Regions from separate parts of the Sus scrofa genome. Here regions 1 and 3 are each linked to region 2. The links are chromatin contacts, called in public HiChIP or PLAC-seq maps. All regions are on one chromosome and are shown on one strand. The core of a region is the stretch at or near the end of the contact, and the rest is flanking DNA. Distances in the headings are between cores, read along the strand shown.

The links. HiChIP or PLAC-seq counts read pairs in DNA pulled down with a chosen protein or histone mark.
Region 1: an H3K27ac HiChIP or PLAC-seq map of alveolar macrophages shows a contact between it and region 2. The contact joins two enhancer-like sites. A contact is called at or near these places in 2 of 47 Hi-C or Micro-C datasets (embryonic fibroblasts and subcutaneous adipose tissue) and 2 of 2 datasets of contacts at active chromatin or transcription factors (alveolar macrophages and skeletal muscle).
Region 3: a contact with region 2 is called in an H3K27ac HiChIP or PLAC-seq map of skeletal muscle. The contact joins two enhancer-like sites. A contact is called at or near these places in 1 of 47 Hi-C or Micro-C datasets (psoas muscle) and 2 of 2 datasets of contacts at active chromatin or transcription factors (alveolar macrophages and skeletal muscle).

What each region holds. Positions count from the first base shown.
Region 1 is chr1:4,701,698-4,704,397 of Sscrofa11.1, forward strand. No RefSeq gene overlaps it. Among named protein-coding and RNA genes, the nearest start is that of QKI, 180 kb to the right of the region's middle. Within about 2 kb of position 1,399, at least 1 of the 83 cell types and tissues checked has an H3K27ac peak or open chromatin away from gene starts, as enhancers often do. A contact at or near this core is called in alveolar macrophages, where this site is marked.
Region 2 is chr1:4,373,235-4,375,966 of Sscrofa11.1, forward strand. No RefSeq gene overlaps it. Among named protein-coding and RNA genes, the nearest start is that of QKI, 510 kb to the right of the region's middle. Within about 2 kb of position 1,262, at least 22 of the 83 cell types and tissues checked have an H3K27ac peak or open chromatin away from gene starts, as enhancers often do. A contact at or near this core is called in alveolar macrophages and skeletal muscle, where this site is marked.
Region 3 is chr1:4,799,731-4,802,430 of Sscrofa11.1, forward strand. All of the region lies in intron 3 of QKI (QKI, KH domain containing RNA binding), which reads right to left. Among named protein-coding and RNA genes, the nearest start is that of QKI, 82 kb to the right of the region's middle. Within about 2 kb of position 1,436, at least 2 of the 83 cell types and tissues checked have an H3K27ac peak or open chromatin away from gene starts, as enhancers often do. A contact at or near this core is called in skeletal muscle, where this site is marked.

The sequences.
Region 1 (2,700 bases), core at 149-2,648, 330 kb after region 2:
GGTTCAATCCCTGGCCTCGCTCAGTGGGTTAAGGATCTAGTGTTGCCTCCAGCTGTGGTGTAGGTCGCAGACACAGCTTCGATCCCGAGTTGCTATGGCTGTGGCATAGGCTGGCGTCTACAGCTCCGATTAGACCCCTAGCCTGGGAATCTCCATATACCGTGGGTGCAGCCCTCAAAAAAGACAAAAGACAAAAAAAAAAAAAAGATTGGGCATATAAGTGAGAGCATGCAATATTTTATTTCTCTGACTTAGTTCACTTAACATAATACTTTCAAGATGCATCCGTGTTGTAGCAAATGGCGGGATTTCCTTCTTTCTCGTGGCTGAAGATTATTCCATTGTATGTAGAGTAGATACTGTTTCTTCTTTATCCAGTCATTGTCAAGGGACACTTCATATTTCGGCTCTTATGACTGATGCTACAGTGAACTTGAGGATGCGGCTATCTATCTCTTTAAGACGGAGGTTTCATTTTCTTCGGATGTCATTATGGTGGTTTTATTCTTAATTTTTTGAGGAACCTCCGCACGGTTTCCTACGGTAGCTGCACCAGTTTACATTCCCACCAACAGTGTGCAAGGCTTCCCTTTCATCCTCCCCAGCATTTGTTATCTCTTGCCTTTTTGATGCTAGCCGTCCTAACAGGTGTAGGGTGATGTCTCATTGTGGTTCTGGCGCATGTCCCTGATGATTAGTGATGCTGAGCAACTTTTCATGGACACGTTGGCCATCTGTATTTCTTGGGAAAAATGCCTATTCCATTCCTTTGCCCACGTTTTAATTGGATTATTTGGGGGGGGGGTTGCTGTTGAGCTGTATGACTTCCTTATGTATTTCGGATATTAACTCTTATCAGATGTATGATTTGCAAATATTTTCTTTGATTCAGTAGGTTGCCTTTTAATTTTGTTGATGTTTTCCTTTGCTGTTTAGAAGCTTTGTCATTTGATACAGTCCGACCTGTTTATTTTTGCTTTATAGCTTGTGCTTTTGGTGTCATATCCAAAAAAATCACTGCCAAAACCAATGTCAGGAAGCTTTTCCCTACATTTTATTCAAGGAGTTTTATGGCTTCAGGTCTTACATTTAAGTCTTTAATCAATTTCAAGTTAATTTTGTGAGTTGTATGATCTTCTTTATTAGAAACATAAGAGAAAAAAGGAACCATAGGAGTTCCCACTGTAGTGCAGTGGATTAAGAATCAGACTGCAGTGGCTCAGATCACTGCAGAGGTGCAGGCTTGATCCCTAGCCTGGCACAGTGTGTTAAATGACCCAGCATTCCCATCTGCAGCTGTGGTGTAGGTGGCAGCTGTGACTCAGATTCAATCCCTGGCCTGGGACCTTCCGTATGTGGCAGATGTGGCCATTAAAAAGAAAAGAAAAAAAAAAGGAACTACGTAGATAGACATTACATATGCTGTTAGATGCCAGTATTAAATAACTGAGCAGCCTTGACCTACACGAGCCAAGAAGCAACTTCACACCAGAAAGTTCATTCTGAACTTTCAACCTTGTCACTTTCACCAAGCCAGTTCTCTCTGCCCATGTAAGGAGTGCCCAGGCATGGGTCTACCTCTCCACCCCTTCCTTCATTACTCATCCTGTTTCTTACCTTCTTCCCCAGCCCATCCACCGACTGTTGTCCTCCTCCTTCCCTTCTGTTGGGTCACCTGGGTCCCCATTCCACTGCAGGCCACCTCTCTATATCAGGATGGCAACTAGATCTTCAACTGGCATGTCGGCTCTAGTGGGTGACTGGAGCACCATACGAGGATTCTGATGTCCTGCCAGAATTCCATGGGGAAGATGCCATTGCAGTCACACATGCAGTCCTATGATGCCCATAAACTAGAATTGGTTCATTGGTGCCCTCCACGAGAATACAGTCAGTCTCAAGTGTGAGAGAAAGATAAGAGGAAGGAAAGGAAATGTTATTCTTAAAACCCTTTAGGAATTAAAGAAAAGAAGAAAGCTCACATAGTAACCTTAATCTAGGTTCCAGAAAATTTGAATTTCAAGAGGATAAAAATAGGTATTATGTCTAATTTCAGCTCATTTCTCTCCAAGGGAGTCTCTCTCTCTCTCTCTCTCGAAGAATTTTATTTTAGGTGTTGCTTTTTTTCTCAAAACTATCTTTAAAAGTTATCTGGCTTCCTTAAGTATCTTCCCAGCACCTAGCAATGGCAGGCATTGTATGAAGCCTCTGACTGTCAGGTTGATAGACTGTTCAATGAACACCAGATCAGGAGGGGAAAGAAAAAAAAAAGATTTTGAGTCTATAATGAAGAGAGAGTAGCAGGCTTCTGTTCTAAAAAGACAGCACCTCGGGAGTGTTTTAAGAATGAAAATCCCCATCTATGTCCTCACTTGCTTTTCTGTTCCCAACAAGGGAACTGAAACTCGGACTTGAGAAATAAAATCAAATTTTGAAATGATTTCTTATGAAATAACTTTGCCTGCCCAGACACATGAACAGATTGACTCGCTTAAACTCTTCCTTGAAAATTGCTGTTTCCATTTCTGCCTCCTCTTTCTCTGCCTCCTCTTCTTCTACTTCTCCTTTATGATTTTATGTCAAATATTGTTTTATCTTTAAAAGTTGCTTGTTTACACAAACACACAATTTGCAAAAATATACCAATGCTTGTTTTTTTTTTTTTTTTTTTTTTTTTTTTCCTTTCCCTGACCTTTCTCT
Region 2 (2,732 bases), core at 12-2,511:
ACATTAACCACTCATGGCTGCTGTAGTTTTTAGAAAACACAAACCCTCCCCCCTCTGCAACAGCCGGTTTGAAAGTCATACAATCCAAAGTAGTGAACACACACACACATAATACACACTCATGCATAATACACACACACATGCACAAACAGGAATAACACACGCACACACACACACGCATGTGCACACACATACATATATACACACACACATGCAGGCACATAGGAACTCTGTGTTATTTTTAAAGATTTTTTTTAAGAAGCTTCTTGAGTGTGGCTTAGTGGCCCCACACCAAGTGAAGTCTTAAAATTCTGGAATGATATAAAGAGATGCCAGTTATTAAAGTGCCGTTATATTAAAAGGGACATAAAAGGGCCAGAATTTTTTCTCTCTCGCAACTTAGGAATCGAATTTGCTTCGTTGGCAGAGCAATAGACTTTTTGCCAGCCTGGCGGGCTCAACCTAGAACCTGGAAATCAAGCTGTTTTCTCTCTGGTTCTGACACTGTCACCAGGAATAAGTGTTCCGCCATCACGACGCCGCCACCCCGCATCTCAGACCCAGCAAGAGGAGCCCTGATGACTCTTTTCCTGTCACTATTTGGTTGATTCACACAGTTGGCTGCAATCACGCAGAACCCTGGTGGATTAATTCTTGAGGAAGCTCATGTTCTATACAGTAAGTTGTAATGTTGGCTCTGAACTTGAGACAGCAAAACAAGGGGAGAGCCAAGACCTGTCAGCTTTTCTCACCTGCCAGTCTCCCCATAAAACTGGGCTTGGGGCTGGTTGGGGAGCAGGGGGGCTCCATGGGAAACGGCCCTGCTGGCAAAGGAGCCCCTGGACAGGAGTCTCTCCTCTACCCGAATCGCGAGTCCCCAGGCCACACAGCTCTGTCCAGGGATTTGTGTTTCTGCTGCTGTCCTTTGTTGTCAGGTCCCAGAGGGGAGATGGGGCTGCAATCCTTCCTGTGACAGAGGCCCTGATCCCCTGCCCTGTGGAAGACACCCCTGCCGAAGGGGAGACCCTGGGCTCCTGTGGCCGACCTCCCAAAAGAGCATCCCAGGGCTGAGCAGGGCTTCTGGAAGCTGCGGGACTCCCAGCCCCAGGCCCTGTGCCATGGGCCCCGTGCACAGGGCACCTTAAGCTGTTACCCACTGTGCTCCCCCAGCACCCCCCCTCCCATGCTCTGGCAGCTCTGAAAACCCTGGATCAGGTTTCCATCTGCCCTGACCTTGGCCTCCCTGCACAGCTCACACGTCAGGCTCCACGGAGGAAGTGACCTTGGAGGCCAGAGAGTGTCGACATGCAGCCCTGAACGCTGAGTGTCAGCTGGGGAAGAAACGCGCAAGCGACCAGCTAGGCCTGGGCATCATGGCTTTGCAGGAACTTCCTGATGTTTCTTGGAACTTATATCATCTGCTCTGCTCCCGGAGTCTGGGAACCCTGGTCCATTCCCCTTACCAACAAAAGGACTCCTGGTGCTTGCCGTCTGCTTGCAGTGCTGAGGCCACGTTCCAAGAGCTTCTGCACGCTTGCGTGCGACTTGAGCCTTGGTTTTTAGCTGTGTTTGCCCTCCCTCCTTCCTGACTTTCACAGCCCCCCTCCTCACATTTTCCCTGTAAACCTAAGCCCCCTCCCTGGTGATAAAGCAAAGATAGCTGGATGATCTCTGACCTGTTGAAATCTTAGATTTCCCGTTGAAATCTTTCCCTTGTGGCTCAGCGGGGAAACAAAACCCACCAGTATCCATGGGGATGCAGGTTCAATCCCCGGTCTCACTCAGTGGGCTGAGGATCTGGCCACAACCTGCGCTCTAGGTGGCAGGTGAGACTATAGAAGTGACCAGCAGCTGCAGTTCTGATTGGACCCTTAGCCTGGCAACTTCCATATGCTGCATGTGCGGCTCTGGAACAAAAAATAATTCCCCATGACTTCTTTCTTGCTTCCTTTTTTTTACGGCCACAACTACTGCATATGGAAGTTTCCAGGCTTGGGGTAGAATCAGAGCTACATCTGCTGGCCTACCCCACAGCCACAGCAATGTGGCATCTGAACCACATCTGCGACCTACACCACAGCTCACAGCAACACCAGATCCTCAACCCACTGAGCAAGGCCAGGGATTGAACCCAAGTCTTCATGGATACTAGTCAGGGCCATTAACACTGAGCCACCACAGTGGCTCTTTCCCGTTAAAATCTTAGTGAGGAATTTTTACGTGTTAGAGGCAGGTCTTCAGAACTCTTCTAAGTATGATGAGGCCTCCAGATCTGAGGGAAACAGCTCTGCCACCACTGCCAGGGCCCTCTCCACCCACCAGCCTCAGACCCACACCAGGCCAGCGCCCTGTGAGTGCCACTATCCGGGGAGGCCCAGTGTGGAGTCTCAGGCCAGATAAGACTGGGGAGGAGAGCAAAACCAGTGCCCTACCCAAGCCCAGATGCTCACACACAGCATCTCTTCTCCAGGCAGAGACGATACACCCAGGAGAGCAGCCAAACCTGTCCTCAGAGGCTGAGGATGCATAGCAGGCTCCAGCACCTTCTTCCAGGAGTGAGACAGAGAACTAGGCAGGACATTATCAAAGGGGGGGGGAACCTCCCAAATAAAAGTTGAACTTCAGGCTAAAATGTCCAATTGCAGATGGAAGATTGCAGGACCCACTGGAGCAGACAGGAGCGGTGCCCCTCCTGGAGAAAATCAGGTGGGGAGACGGCCCACCCCATGTGC
Region 3 (2,700 bases), core at 186-2,685, 430 kb after region 2:
AAAAATTGAGAAAGTTCCTTTCAAAGTTTGCTAGGTGGTTTATTTCAATGCATCTATTGAAATAACCATATACCTATATTCTACTGATATGATCAATTACATTGATCAATCCACAGACGTTAAATTAATCTTGATACCAAGATATACCCCATATATCATTTAATTCAACATGCTACAATTTTATTAAGAATTTCTGTATATATGAGGAATATTTATTTTCTTTTTGTGATGGTATCATGATAATGCTAGTAATGACCAATTTATGGTAATTAAAGTTAAAACATAGTATTCCCTTCTTATACCTTTTACCAAAGACTTCATATAGCATTCATACTACTTCTTTCTTAGAGTTTGATAAAATTCGTTAGTATGAGCACCTAGGCTTTACATTTGGGGGGGGGAGGTAAGGAAATTTTAAATTATAAATTCAGCCTCTTTAGTCAATATAGGGCTATTCAAGTGTTCTGTTACTTCTTGGTTATAATTTTTTTTTTTTAAAGACATTTCATCTAAGTTTTCAAATTAACTGGCTTAAAGTTGCTTGTAATATTCCCTTAAAAGCTCTCTCTTAATACCTGTAGGATCTATAATGATGTCCATTTTATTATAGATACTGGTAATTAGTGTCTTCTCTCTTTCGTTCTGGATTCAGCCAAGCTATAGCCTTATCTATTTAATTAATCTTTAAAAAAATTTATTTTTTTTCTAGTTGTCCATTTTCTATTTCAGTAATTTCTTATTTTTATTTTTTTCTTTCTACCTACCCTGGTTTCAGTTTGCTGTATTTAATTTTTTAGAAAAATGAAAATAATTTAATTTTAATTAGAAAAATGAAAATAACTGAGTTTTTAAAATATGAACTTTTATAGATTTAAATTTCCTGTAAACATTGCTTGAACTTCATCTCACAAATTTTATGCTGCATTTTCATTATCATTTAGGTAAAAATATTTTCTAGCTTTTCTGATGATATCTCAACCAATGGATTATACGTATATTGTTCAATTTCCAAACATTTGGGGTTTAATTCCATTTGGTCAGAGTTCATCTTCTATATAATTTGAATCTTTTTTCCCTCTTATGACCTACCGTATGTTTTATCCCGGTGAATGGACATGTGCACTTGAAAAAAAATGTGAATTCACCAGTTATCAGGTATAATGTTTTATAAAATACCAATGAGGTCAAGGTGGCTTATAATTCAAAACTATAAAATTCGTTTCTTGGGTGTCAAGTCAGACCTTTAAAGTCTGTTTTGCACATGTGTATTTCAGGGGTCAGTAAGAATTGAAGGATCCCTTTTCCTTTTTTTTTTGGATTCCCCTTTTTCTAACAGGGACTTCCCCCAAGTTGGAATTAGAACTACCTACTGTGCCTGACCTACTCTAAAAGCCAGGCAAACAAGCACCAGCTATATAAATTTCCCTCCTCCAAGTACTAACTCCATTCCAGCTCTGCTTGTATTTGCTCCCCAGTTCCTGGCAGTAGCCTTATATAATACAAGGTATATTTTTAGATTTGCTTTCTAAAGGTGAATCAGTCTGATAGCAATTTATTCACTCCCTGCTGGAAGCGGAAAGACTCAAGTTCAAAAGTTCTTTCTTCCAGAAGGATAGCAATATCCCAGTGTTTAAATAAACCTAGCCGCGCTTACTCTGGTTACAATACTATCTCTCCTTCCTGCCATCAGAAACATTTTCCAGGTGGCAGTCATAGCTTTTAGTCTCTATTCATACGTCACATAGCCCAGCCCAATGCCCAGTTTACTTCTCTAGTGTAACTGGCTCCAATACCCAATACCCATGCCTAGAGTCAATTTCCAGGCCATCTTATCCTTATTCATCCCAAAACTGAGTGAGTCTTTTATTTTAGTCCTGGCTTAACAGCTATGTATTTCTGGTTCACCATAACCAACACTGCTGCTGAGCAATATAAATCTTGAACACAATACTGAAAGAACTGCTATTATGTATGAAAACAGAGAATTAACAGTAGAGATGAAGAGCTTAAGTGATTAACTCAAATACAAGATACTAAGGGAAATGCTAATGAAGCACTTCTGAGCATCTACAAAGTACCAGACACTGTGCATGCTACAGAGACGATTAAGACAGCTACCACTAAGAAAAGTCTGTAATCAACTCAAAAACAGTATACTAAATGATCTAGACATGGACGGGATCAACAGGGTAGAACACAACTACATGTGTTTATAGAATTCACTTAGAAGAGATCTGAAAAACGCAAATATGATCCAAAACATAGATTAAGCACTCGGATGTTTCATAGTGATCACAAATCAAGTGTTTTAAAGGGGTACTCTTCCCCATTCGTCCCATGAAACTTCCTGTAGCTATACGTGTCCTTCACAGAGTAAAGGATTTTTCTTCAGCCATAAAACTCCCATACACTCAGATTTTGCTGACTGATTCCTCAATTTTTTACAAAATAATATTTCAAGCACATTAATTATGCAACCAGACCAACAAGAGAAATGTCAACTAAATTGGGAAAACCTCAAGAAAAAAATGACTTCGCTCTGTTAACTTCTACCTCAGAGTAAGTGTTTACATTCAGAAGTAACACACTTTTTTTTTTTGGTCTTTTTGCCTTTTCTAGGGCCGCTCAGGCTAGGGGTCTAATTGGAGCTGTAGCCACAGGCCTACACCACAGCCATGGCAACACGGGATCCCAGCCTCG